2 separate regions of the Arachis hypogaea genome follow, and region 2 is linked to region 1. A link is a contact called in public Hi-C data. All regions are on one chromosome and are shown on one strand. The core of a region is the stretch at or near the end of the contact, and the rest is flanking DNA. Distances in the headings are between cores, read along the strand shown.

What was found. Hi-C and Micro-C count contacts between places; a contact is called where the count stands out from the background.
Region 2: a contact with region 1 is called in a Hi-C map of an unstated tissue, with 3 times the contacts expected there. The contact joins the promoter of LOC112785286 here to the enhancer-like site in region 1. A contact is called at or near these places in 2 of 8 Hi-C or Micro-C datasets (leaf and an unstated tissue).

What each region holds. Positions count from the first base shown.
Region 1 is chr20:116,107,947-116,114,884 of arahy.Tifrunner.gnm2.J5K5, forward strand. LOC112784689 (probable receptor-like protein kinase At1g80640) reads left to right here. Exons shown (of 9, transcript XM_072230017.1): 5 at 81-144; 6 at 232-328; 7 at 485-587; 8 at 1,919-2,037; 9 at 2,134-2,457. The coding sequence ends at 2,349. Among protein-coding and RNA genes, the nearest start is that of LOC112784689, 4.8 kb to the left of the region's middle. Within about 2 kb of position 3,530, at least 2 of the 3 cell types and tissues checked have open chromatin away from gene starts, as enhancers often do.
Region 2 is chr20:116,171,617-116,178,554 of arahy.Tifrunner.gnm2.J5K5, forward strand. LOC112785286 (protein PPLZ02) reads left to right here and starts at 4,437. Exons shown (of 2, transcript XM_025828746.2): 1 at 4,437-4,609; 2 at 5,007-5,721. The coding sequence starts at 4,527. The coding sequence ends at 5,487.

The DNA.
Region 1 (6,938 bases), core at 2,280-4,779:
GACATTTATAATTGCACTCAAAGTTATCTCCGTTCTACTGATATCTTTATTTTTCCACCAAACAAAAAATGACGATGAAGGACCTACTAGAGGGTCTGCATTGACTTGGAACATGAGGATGAAGATTGCTCTTGACACGGCAAGGTTATTAATTAATCAATTAATTAATTAATTATGTGTTAATTAATTAGCAGCATGTTAACAAAACTACTATTGATTAACTGTGAACAGAGGATTAGAATATCTGCATGAGCATTGTCACCCTCCTGTCATCCATAGAGATATGAAATCTTCCAATATTCTTTTGGATGCAAACTTCAACGCTAAGGTAAAAACAAAGAGCAAAAATGTAACTGCTATTTATAAGAAAAAAAGAGATTTCCTTTTCCTTATCCTTTTCATATTACTTTATCATATCATTTATTGCAACAACTAATGTGTTCTCATTTCTCATTACACAACCGCTGGTGGTGGATTGATTCAGCTATCTGATTTTGGGCTTGCCATAACTGATGGGTCCCAAAGCAAGAAGAACATTAAGCTTTCAGGCACATTGGGGTACGTAGCCCCAGAGTACCTTTTAGATGGTATGTTATTATGCCAAAACAAACTCTTCATTTCACTGCATATGCATTTCTCTGACTCTGACATCTTTGATCCACTGTGTTGGTTTTATTTTGGAGCTTTGTGGTGTTTTTTTTCTATTATGAATTATGCCATATGAGTTTAGGGTTGGTTTGAAACATTTTGCTACTGTTGGTCATGTACCTGCCCAACTGACATGACATGTCATCTAAGGATTTAATTAATTTGACTTTGTTGTTGGTTACCTTACAATAATCTCAGATGCTTTGTTTTCTCTGGTTACTTCTCCTTGTTGATATAAACTAACATCCGAATTGTACCACTCACAGAATTAATGATTAAATTAATATATAATTATTTCTCAATGTCAATAATATCATGGATCTACACATGAGGAGCGTGCAACTGAATTATCTATTTGGTTCATGATACCAAGTGTTTTAGAGATATGAAACTTTAATAATAGAAAACATTAAATTTTAAAGTTTTTAATACATTAAATGAATTCAAAACGTATTGAAAAAGTCAAAACTTCTTATTTTAACTTTCTTAGAGGCTCATCATTTTCTTTCTAGATAATCCATCCATTTTATATTAGGGTAAAATATGTTTTTATCCTTAATACTTATAATTTTTTAAAAATATTCTTAATGTTTAATTTTATTCAGTTTTATCCTTAAGATTTTTAATTTGTGTTAAAATTATCCCTACGATAACTCCATCTAAAGCTCATGAACAAAATTAAAAACGTTCAAAGATAGTTTTAAAACAAATAAAAAACATTAGTGATAAAATTGAATGAATTAAAAATATTAGGACAAAATTAAATTAAATTAAAAGTTAGATGTATTTTTGACAAAACATCACAAACGTTAGAGACAAAAAACATACTTTACCCATCATATTAAATGTCTCTTTTCATTTTTATTTTTGTTGCAAATTAAGTGTCATTTTCTAATTCCATGAAGTCATTAATTCACTTTTACATATTATATTCTCTATTTAATATAAAAAGAGAAACTTACAAGAGTAAAGAATTAGTAGAGAGAGAGAAAAAAAAATACTAGGAGTATTTTTGTCTTTCTTTTTTAATTCTTTATATTTTTAATAAAATTTAATGATTGTCTTCGTACCTGCATAAAGCTAAAAAGAGACAGACTAATATAAAACAGAGAGTAAGAACTATATTTCACTCAAATTTTAAGTCTTCATTTATTAAATCTTATATTAATGATTTAGATTTAAATGAGTGATTTTATAAAATTATAAAAAAAATAAAATTTGTTAATTTATTTGTTAGTTCTAATAGTAAGTGATATTTATGTATTGATAGGGAAATTGACAGATAAAAGCGATGTGTATGCATTTGGGGTTGTACTTCTTGAACTTCTGTTAGGAAGGAAGCCTGTGGAGAAACTGGCACCAGCTCAATGCCAATCTATTGTCACATGGGTATGTATGCTACCTGCTTTTATTCATTTAATTTATTAACCCCACACACCGCGCGTACCCGTATAATTATAAATAACCATATGAATGAATTTATAGGCGATGCCGGCACTGACAGACAGATCCAAACTTAGGAACATTGTGGATCCAGTGATCAAAGATACAATGGATGTCAAGCACTTATATCAGGTTGCTGCTGTTGCTGTTCTCTGTGTTCAGCCTGAGCCAAGTTACCGTCCTCTAATCACTGATGTTCTTCATTCACTTGTCCCTCTTGTTCCCATTCATCTTGGAGGAACACTCAGATCTCATTGAATTCAACCACATTTTGTTTTCTTAATAACTGATTAATGTATACATTGTATATATAAATATACAAAGAGATAAAGAGTTCTGTTGATATAAATGAACGATTCCATCACATTTATTGCGAGAATTCTTCAATTATATGAACTCATTGGCAACCGACACAGCAAATAAGTGTGTTGTTACATGTTAGCGTCATAATTAAGTTAAACTAACAAACCGTATTTTTCTCCGAAGCTTCTTCTTAAAGAAAGTACTTTATAGTTTGTCACGGATTAGCAATATTACAAGTTAAGAGGAACCATTATTTATCGAAATGGATATCCTTAATGTTTTCATTGTCATATGTTTGCGGCTACAATCACAATTATATATCAGGAGATTGTGATATTAGAACTTAGAAGGATGCATGAGTAAACCCTTTTTCCTTAATTTACATTTCAGATAAAGTATATTTTTTATCTTTAAAATTTGTTAAAATTTTTAAAAGTGTCCCTAACTTTTATTTTATTTTAATTTTGTTTCTGTAGTTTTTAATTTGTATTAAATATACTCCTAACAACTAAATTTTCAAAAAATTTAAAATTAATCTAGCAAAAATATATGACTATATTTAATTTGTTTATGTTAAATGTTGTTCTTGTGAAATCGTTGCTGAGTTAGTCCTAAAGTTTTTGAAAAATTAGCGATCAGGAATATATTTGATGCAAATAAAAAATTTTTAAAAAACAATTGAAATAAAATTTTGAGATATTTTTAAAACTTTAAACCAACTTTAACATAAAAAATATATCTTACCCTTAAATTTTTAATTTTATTTTACTTTTTATTTTTAGAGTACATAATAGACAAACTATCAATTATTTTTATGAATTTTTTTATTATAATTACAAATTGGCTATTTATATTTTTTTGTCACAATTTACATAAATCCGAGTTTCTGGACGTGACATAAATTCTTTTTTTTTGTCAGAGATATAATTCTTAGACAGTGCAAATTATTCATCAAAATGTTGGTGTTTCGATTTTTTTCAGGGTCCAAATTGGGCCACAAAATGTTGGTGTTCATTTCTAACTTCTTGTAACAAGACGTTTCTCATTTTTATTTTCTAGGTTTTTGATGTGGCTGCAAGTCTTATTCCTTCTGTATATTCGGAATGAGAAGCCCACTTACAATGTATAGAAGGCCGTTTGGTTAGCTGGGGAAGCTTAAGGTTGCATTTGTTTTCTAGGATTAAGACTAAGACTAGGAGGATTGGGACTGAATATTGTATTAAATGATTAGAGATTGAAACTAAAATTTTGATCTTGAAATACAAAATTTTAGTTTCTTTAGTATTTTCAAAAACTAGAAATATAAAGGACTAAAATTTTTAGGAATGAATATTGAAATTTTAATAATATTTTTTTAAATATATTTTCATTTAATATTTTAAATTCTAAATCTATCTCTCAATTTCCATATTTATCATAAACCAAATATGATACTAAGATATAATTCAATATAGAATATTTTATACTAACCACAATAAAGAGATTTAATTTAGTCTCTGTCTTTTAATCTCAGTCTTCCCTCCAAACATAGCCTAAGAAATGAGAGGAGCACTAATATGGGTAAAAAATATTCAAATAGTTTAAACACTAATAGAGACAAATTGCTTACCTCTTGCTCAGGTAGTCAAATCTAGAAGCAACATATATGTTATTCTTGTGGACATTTTCCACCTCCTAAGAACGCTTCCTGAATCTAAATTGAAGGAGAATAGAGTATTTGGCAAAAAATACAACAACCTAGAGACCAAATCTCCAAAGTAGTCCTCTAGATTCGGCCTTTGCACTAATTTTACCTTTGAGATTTTAATTGTACTAATTTGTCCATCCAGATTGAACATCGAGCTATATACAAGTTTTTTAGTCTATTTCTGATGTGAGTCAGCAAGCGAATTGCTGATGTGGCATAGCCACTGTCACGCTGTCAATTATAATGGCTAGCTAATGTGGCTAGCAATGTATAACTCCCCAATTTAGTTCCTATTCCCATTTATGAACCCTAAAGCTTTTTCTTTTTCTTTTCTTCTTTTTCGTCTTCTACTTCTTCGTTAGTCTCCAGAATTAGTCGTTACCTATCTCTTTTAGAAAAAATTACTTTTTTATCATTATTTTATTATTATTTTTTTATAATATTTTAATCTCAATTTTTAAAAATTTTATATTGAGCCCAAAAATTTTATAAAACTTATATTTTAACTCTTTTAACTTTTGATATTTATACTTTAACCCCTAAATTTTTAGTATTTATACTTTTTATCCCAAAACATAATAATATTTGTACTTTGATCCCAAAATAGATTAAAGAGTTGTTCTTGAATGTTCTTGATAAAACTCAAAGTGTTTTTCATGTTCTTTATAAATTCTTCAAATTCTTTCTTCGATTCGGACCCGTTTTACAATCTTTTTGGTACCCGATTTTTTCTAAAATTTAAATTAAATTGCAGCCATCAAATATAAAACCTAGAACTTTTAAAAAATCTTGTTATAAGCCAACTTTAATTTATTTATTTATTAAAGACTTTAATTTTAGAAATTATTTTATTAAGGGATATTGAATCAAGTCTTGATAAGTTAAATTTGAAGAAAATTAAGGTTTATTTGATTTTACAATTTATTGAGTGTTTTCTTATTTACAATTTAAAGTTTTAGAAATTTAAAAATAATGAGGTTTTGACTATTTAAATTAGAATTTTTATCTAATTTTAGAATTATTAAATAATTTTCTAGATTTAAATTATAAAATTTAGTAATCGTAAAATAATAAGAATTTTATATGAATTGATTTAAATAATTGAGATTTTAGAATTTAATACTTTAAGTTTTATGAATAAAAAAATTAATTATATTATCTTATATTTTAAATTAGAGTGCTCGATTGAAAGCCAATTAATAGATTGATACAACAAATAATATTTTTGAAGTATTTTTAAGCGATTAAACTAGATTTCAAATTAATACCTTATACCCTAATTTTATTAATATTACTCTACTCTAATAGTCTAATTAACCCAAAAATCCCCAAATCAAATACTAACCTAACCCTAATTTTTATCTAATCCTAAATCTATTACACACACTACCCCTAAATCCCCCATCTGCCACCCACATTTCCCCATTCCCTTTCAACGTTATACACACACGTACACGAGAGGGAGAGAGGGCGCGAATCAGAGAAGAGAGGACGGAGTGAGGAGTTGCTGCCTCGCCACCTCCGTCCAGCTCGTTCTGCCACCTCCGAGCCATCGCCGAGAAGAGAGACAGAACGTGTGAGAGATTGGGTTTGTGGAGGAGAGAGAGAGACCGAACGTGAGGAGGGAGAAGCTTTCGCTGTCGTCATTGTCGTGAGGTCTGCACTGCCGTCATTGTCCTCTTCATCAAGCCACTGCATGAGAGAGAGAAGGAGCTCACGAGAAAGAAGCTCATCGTCTCCACTGCCATTGCTCCCTCGTCGTCGCTGCTGTTTGGGTAGTCACCGGGGGGAGCCATTGCTGTTAGCACCGCCGTCGAAGTTACCACTGCTTTGTTGATGCGTGAGCATCTTTTCTATATTTTTTTAGTAGTTTAGATATAGATTTATTAAGTTTTTATGAGATTTTGGTATTTTAGTCCTGTTTGGATGCTACTTTGATGCGCATAGTAATTTTATTAATTTCAAGAAAGATGCGGGCAAGTTTGATAGAGTTCCTGTAGAAGAAAAAGGAAGAAATTGGATGCTATCAAGATGGCGCTAAACGCCGCTACTTGGCGTTTGGCACCAGGTGCCTCGTACTTCGTGCAAGCTCTCTATAAAGCTGGCGCTAAATGTCACGACTCGGTGTTTAGCGCCACGCATCCAGAAAACAATGGAAATAGCCTCTGTTCAGCGGCGCTAAACACCGAGCCTGGTGTTTAGCGTCAGTAGCACATTTTGGAGCTCTAAGGAAGCCTTCGTAGCTTTAGTTTTTTTTTAGTTTTCTTTATTTATTTTATTTTTTATTATTTAAAACTAAACACAATCTTTTAGGTTTTAGAATTTATTAATTTATCTTATTTTCAAAATCAATTAGGTCAAATATAAAAGGAGAAAGATTCAGCCCTTCAGGCTCTTCTTCTCTTCTTCTTCCTCATTCCGCATTTTCAGACTTTTTAGAACCCTAGTTTTTCTCTGAGCCATGAGCAACTGAATCTCCTCTGTTAAGGTCAGGAGTTCTGTTTATTTTGATGAATTAATAATTTCTACTTTTGATTAATGTACTAATTTAAATTCAAGGATTATTTTCGTTCTTCATCCTAGAAACTAGAATATATTGGAAGATAACTCTCTTTCTACTTGAATTCTTATTGAATCTTAGAAAAGTTAACTCACTTGAATAACGCCTTGAAAGCAATTCCTCATAATTCTCTAATTACCTGTATTTAACGTGATATAGACATATAATCATCATATCTTTGGGTACTTAGGATTTGTGTGGCTAATAAACTAGAATTGGACCTAAACCTTCAATCTAAATTAAGTGACCAAAGAATTGGCGGTTGATTAGATTGTAGGAGATTAAACCACTATGGAA
Region 2 (6,938 bases), core at 3,187-5,686, 65 kb after region 1:
TAGACATATAACCAAACCTCTGATCTTCATCTCGATGTTGAGTCCACTGTGCACAGTCAATCCGATTAGCCCAGTCACACATTATCGGGTTTTCAGAGCAGAGGATGTCAAACTAGTAGTCAAACTCGACCTTAGTTTTTGTATAAGCAACATTCACTAGAAACCTCCTAGCATCTTTACCCTTAAAACTCAGGGTGAAATTCGCTGTCACGTATCGGATACAAAATGCCCGGTATGCATTAGATGGAAACCAACCCCCATCAGGAGCCTCTAGTGTAGCCTTGATCCCATTGTACCTATCCGATATGACTAGAATATCCGATTGAGGCATTACGTGCTACCGAAGGTGAGATAAGAAGAATGACCACGACTCTACAATCTCACCCTCAACAAGTGCGAATGCGACAGGAATGATATTGGAATTGCCGTCCTGAGCAATCGCAACTAGCATTGTACTACCATATTTGTCGTACAAGTGGGTCCTGTCGACACTAACCAGAGGCTTGCAATGTCAGAAAGCCTCAATACACGGTGGAAATGTCCAAAAAAAGACGGTGAAAATAATCATGTGACTCATCAACTTGCCCATCCACTCGCACAGGACTCGTCCTCAACACTGCAACACTACTCGGCATCGTCATCTGCACACCTGGCACCCATAGCGGTAACTTATTATACAACTTTTCCCAGTCTTTGTAAATCTGAGCCACGACCATCTGCTTAGCCAACCAAACTCTCCTGTAAGTCGGTCTAAAACGAAAATGGGGCTATGTCGTATTCTACAATACCTTGATCAACACGGTAGCATCGAATCTAATCATAAGTAGTATGAAGGTTGAGATCACATGGTAATTAAGCCTCCTGTGACCACTGGATATCGAAGTGACCAGACAAGCATGCAATCCATTGTACCGTTTTACCTCCCAAATACCATTGCGTTGGCAGAGACTGATACGAATCAACCATGTGCATTTGTTGCCGAATTCCTTACACTTCTCATAGTACTTGCAATAATCGGATTCCAACACTTTATACTCAACTCCACATCGGATGCTATAAGTCTTCACGCTCAGCATGACCTCCTTTTTATCCTGAAACTGCTGACTGACTTGGAACTCAGCTAGTCCTCTTGTATCTTGTGTGTCTCTGGCCCCAAATCTGAAAGGCACGCCAGGTATCCCCTACTGTCTCATGGCATCCAAGTCCAAAGTTGAAAAATGTCGAGGATACTGCTGAGTTCTTGAACTAGCCGCTCCATCACCCCCAGCTGGAGTACTCCTCGCTATGTCATCATCGCTATCATTGGCAGTCGTTGTGGGCTCCACATTATCATCATCATCATCATCCTGCAGTGCATCTTTCACACCATCCAGTGCTCTACCTTGTCAGGAATCCGGTACTACATCAGGAGTACCAGCGATCGCAAATTGCAACATCACCGAAGGATCCAGTATCACCTACTTCTCTGTCACGAGTGGGGTTTAGATCGGCAGCGAAGGACGGGGAGGCAACCAAAACTGCCTCAAGCTCAATCATGGACACAAATGAAGAGGCACCAACAGGCATCAAACTAGAGCAGGCCGCCATGGCTGAAGGCTGAGGATTCTGGTTAGAACCTCCTGAACTAGAGGCCACATCCACAAGTTTGGCCAATAGCTCAAGAGTCCTCACCTCGGGAAATTGTCAACGACAATGGAATAGAACTTGCAAATCTTCGTTGCTGTCTATGACGAAGGAATCGTACTTCACATCATCCCGCAATACAGAAATCGTAATTCTATAGCATAACTTCTCCACCCGTTTCATGCCTTGCAGCTCCAATTTTCAGATTATCGTATTCTGGAACTTGATGAAACTCGTTGACGGTTTGAGAAAAATACTAAGCGGATCCTTATCTGTAAATTTAATTCTAGATTGCGTTTTCTTCTTAATCGACCCTCTATAGTGCACCAGAACTAAAAAACTATCATCACTAGCCATTGCATGTCACTATGACGAGGAATTCACATTCAACCGCTATTTATATACGTTTGCACCATAGTAAATCGAATTAACTTATATCTATTCATATATCTTGATAAATACATAATAAATCGAATTGTGTTGTGTCAATTTATTCATTAATTTACGTGCATGTAAATCGAAACAACTCCAATCGATTTACTTGGTTACTAATACCATTGAGTAAATCGAACTGACCTTATTCGATTTACTAAGAGGTCTAAATATTCATGCATAAATCGAATCAATCCCTTCGATTTGCATGTATTCCTACTAATTCGAATCAGGTTGATTTGATTTAGTACCAATATTGCTAAATCGAATATAGTTGTATCGATTTACATAAAAAGTCCATTGGAGACCTGCACATAACGGATTAAACCGTGAGCGATTCATATAATATACCACTCCCATTTATTTATTTAGATTTTTTACCCTTAAATTTTAGTAGACATAGAATTCTTTTTATTAAAATCCGCATGACAGACACCACCATTTATAAAAATTCATCGCCTAAAGCTACATATATAACCGTTTATTTAACTTGTCCCAAGTACCGATACTTTTTTAACTCCGTGACTTACTTGATTATATATATGCCCTCGTCCCCCACAGAAAATAAAGAGAAAAAAGAAAAAGGAGAGGGGTTAGTTGCCCTAATAGATTAGAGATTTGAAAATAGTGAAGCAGATTTGATCAAATGATTTGATATGTTAGGGTAATTATGATGGCCAAAGAATCTTTTGTCTTAAACCGATGTATCCCAACTTGGGATTGACCCAATTATAATAATGATAATCATATAGGGTAGGATTAAGTGAAAGATTAGTGGCTAATATATATAGTGCACAATATTTATCGATGTTTGTTTTAATTTGTGAAACCGATCGAAACTACAGAGAGCTATGCAACTAGAAATAGTTGGAAAACATATACGATGGATACCCTCGGTTATCTTGGTCCCCGACATCTAAATGTGATATGATCTTAATTATAGAAAAATGATACTATGAAAATGTGTTGATTATTAAGGCAATTGTTGCTCCTTTTATATTTGAGAATGATGATATGTTCAAAGATTTGTAGCTCAAACCTCACACCAAGGGGATTAAGACTTGCAGTCACTGTCTACAAATTGCTCTCTACTCATCACATGAAAAGAATCTCCGGACTTAGCTTCCATCTTCAGTTATGGATTAATTAAAGAGAGAAAAAGAGACATAGAAAGTAAAAGCAATTTATAACAATGTTACCAAACACTTAATCCTCATATTTTAAAGCCAACTTGGTATATTTTTGGTTTTATAGTTTGGTTCATGTGATGATCTACATTTGAAGATGAGTTTAATTGCTATATATTGATGATATTATGAGAGTTTTATATTTATTTTCCAATCAAACATTTATATTTGTATAATTTTATTATTTATTAATATGATAATATATAAATTAAATATCCATATAAAAATAATAAAAAATTTGTATAATTAAATAATAATTTTTAGGTATAAAATTACTAAAGAATCCAAATATGATGATAATGTAAATAAACCACTTAACTCTATTTCCAAAATTCATTAAATAAAGCATTTTTATATTCAATGTTATCATATATATTAATATTTTTTATTTATTGTATTTGTAAATTATAAAATAAGAATACACTCTTTTATATATTTTAATATGGTAAATTATATTAATTTAAATTTTGATTAATATTAAATTGAGATATTTTAATTACAAATTTATTCTCATATATTACAGATAATTTATTATAATTATTTTTTGAAATTTATTTATAATTTTACACCACAATTAGTAATTTATTTTTAATATATATTAGCTATTTAAAATATTTTTATTACTAAATACCTATTATTCTATTCATATTTGTAATATAATTCAACTATTATTTAATAAAATATTTATTTAACCAATTGTTTAATATAGATGTTTTATTAACATTTATTCAAGACAAAGTGTCTAATCTATCAGTTGTTATATCCTTTGTATTTTAAACATATTCCCTCTATAAGTTTACTTTATTAGATCTTTTTAATATAAACCTTCAGATCTATTATCTAATCATCTGAATGGATAATATTAGTGAAACACTATTGTTCAGTATTTGTATCGGAAGATTTTTTAGACGCGTCCAAAAATAAATGTATGCAAGTAAAGTCGTCTTTAATTTAAAGCAAAAAACTAATAATCCTAGTGCGAGACTAAGAGAGGGAGACATAATTGTGTCCAGAAAATGAATGGACTAGTAATCCTTTGATAATTCCATAATCATAGCATACAAATTGCAATACAGCCAACATATAGCTGCTAGGTAAATACAAAGAAACTTTATAATAACCTCAAAATCCTCCAACTGGGACCCTCTATAGGTCTCTTTAAAAAAATAAAATAAGAAAAAGGGCAATGAGCACAACTACATAAACCCCATTCTCCCTCCAACTTCTTCCCCCTTACCACACAACAAAACTCATAACATTTTGCAACCCAAAAAAAAAAAAAAAATGGCCAGAGCACAACAAAGATACCGAGGAGTCCGACAAAGGCATTGGGGTTCTTGGGTCTCTGAAATTCGCCACCCTATTTTGTAAGTATTCTGCATTATTTTTAGAGAAATATTAGATGAATTATTTTTAAAAAAATACAAAGACATTAAAATTTATTATTTTTAGTCATTATTTAGTTATAAACTCAATTTTTTTAATTTAGTTCTTTTTAGTTTAGTTATCCAATAACACATTTTATTTCATACTTTTAAATATTAATAATTAATCAATAAACAAAAATAATAAATTTTAATAGTTCTCTAACGTTTTTCTTAATTTTATAACAAAATTCAATTAATTTTTTTTCATTATTATTTTTTATTATGTCAATAAATTATTAGACCAAATTGAATGAGGTTGAAAATAGAAATAGAGGAGAGAAAATGGATTGGATTAATGTTAGAAAGCTAAAAGAATGAATGATGTATTATGTTTCAGGAAAACAAGGATATGGCTTGGAACGTTTGAGACAGCAGAAGATGCAGCAAGAGCGTACGATGAAGCAGCAAGGTTGATGTGTGGAACGAGAGCCAGAACCAACTTCCCTTACAACCCTGATTCCTCTCACTCCACGCCATCCAAGCTTCTCTCTGCTACTTTAACCGCTAAGCTTCACAGGTGTTACATGGCCTCTCTTCAAATCACTAGACCTTCTCCCATCAACAATGGCGCCTTTTCCACTGCACCAACACCCACCATCCAACAGAAGAGACCACACAAGGATGAACAACAACAACAGCAACAGCAACAAGAACAACAATCTTCATCTTCATTGGAAGATGGCAACTGGGCTTCCATGAAGAAGGTTAAAGTGGAAAATCATGAGTTTATTAAGCCTCTTGAGGAAGATCACAATCACATTGAGCAAATGATTCAGGAGTTGCTTCATTATGGCTCCATTGAGCTCTGTTCTCTTTAATATCATTTGCTATATATGCTTCCTCCTGAGATCAATTATTATTCTGCTAATTTTTAACTTAATTTAGATTATGATGATTATCTTTAATTTCAGGTCCTTAATATCTTCTATATTCAAAGTGACCTTTTTCTTTCTTTTTGTAGACAATGCTGTCTATGTACCACCCTTTTCTATGTATAGCCAATCCAATCATATTCCAATATCTTCAATTAATTATTTGTTTCTATCTTTCAATGCACATTTTCTTCTTTTCCGTGTGAAATAATGTTTTTTTTTTTTGGGGGGGGGGGGGGGGGTGTCAAAACTCAAAAAGTCTGTACTACTCTGTACATTAGAACCCTTTCATTTCAAACATTGTAGTTCTTCATTCTGACACAAGTTTTTGAAAAACAAGGGAAAAAATAATTAAAAAGAAAATGATGAGTTGAATTATAAAATTTAAAATGTATGATCATTAATTAACTTGTCCCACAGTGATATATATATATAGTAGAAATGTAATAACAAAAATAGCAGATATGTCACTACTCACTTGACTAAATGAACCAAGAATATGACATCTCTCTCTCTCTTTATGTATTATTTGTCCTGGAATTAGAAGATTGTGGTCGAGAACCAATTAGCAAGCAGTTTGGTTAAGTAAAATGTATCACCCAATGTGTAGCTAGGCGTAATCTCTCTATTGCGTAATGAAAAATATAGAATCTACTTACCACTCAAGGGCAGAGCTAGACCAATAGACCTGTTTTCAAGGGAGCCAAAACTTTTAACTTGCATATACATACTTATATTACACGTGATTGATATGCATACAGATACAACGTATTAGGAAAAATTTCAAGAGCGTACCGGAGAATACAGGTGTTCCAATTATTTTAATCGTTAATTTTAATTAATATATATTATATATTTTTTTTTATAATTCAGATCAACAGTTAAAACAACTAAAATATCGATATTTTCAGTATATTTAAAACTCTTCCCATATTTTATTTTCCTCCGCATTAGTTATATATATATACACACTAGTATTTTTGTTCATATAATACAAAAATATAAATCATTCAAAATTATATCAATTTTGTCATCACATTATAAATTATGACAAAAATAATTTATAAAATTAAACTATTTTAAAAAAAAAATCGTAAAGAACAAAAATTTTTGTCTGCTAACAAAACTAAGTCTTTGTAGCTAAAAAAATCATATAATAAATTTTTTAGTTATTATTTTTATGCGAAAGATTTTAATTTTTTATTAATAATTAATTTTAATATTCATTATTTAAAATTTAAAAGAATTTAATATGTATATTTTTTATTTAATTAGATGTTAAGTCTGATACACAAATAAAAATAATTAATTTCTATATTTATTATTTAGAAATAATATTTTCTCTCTATATATATATAATTAGATATTAGTATAAAAAAATTATATTAATAATTATA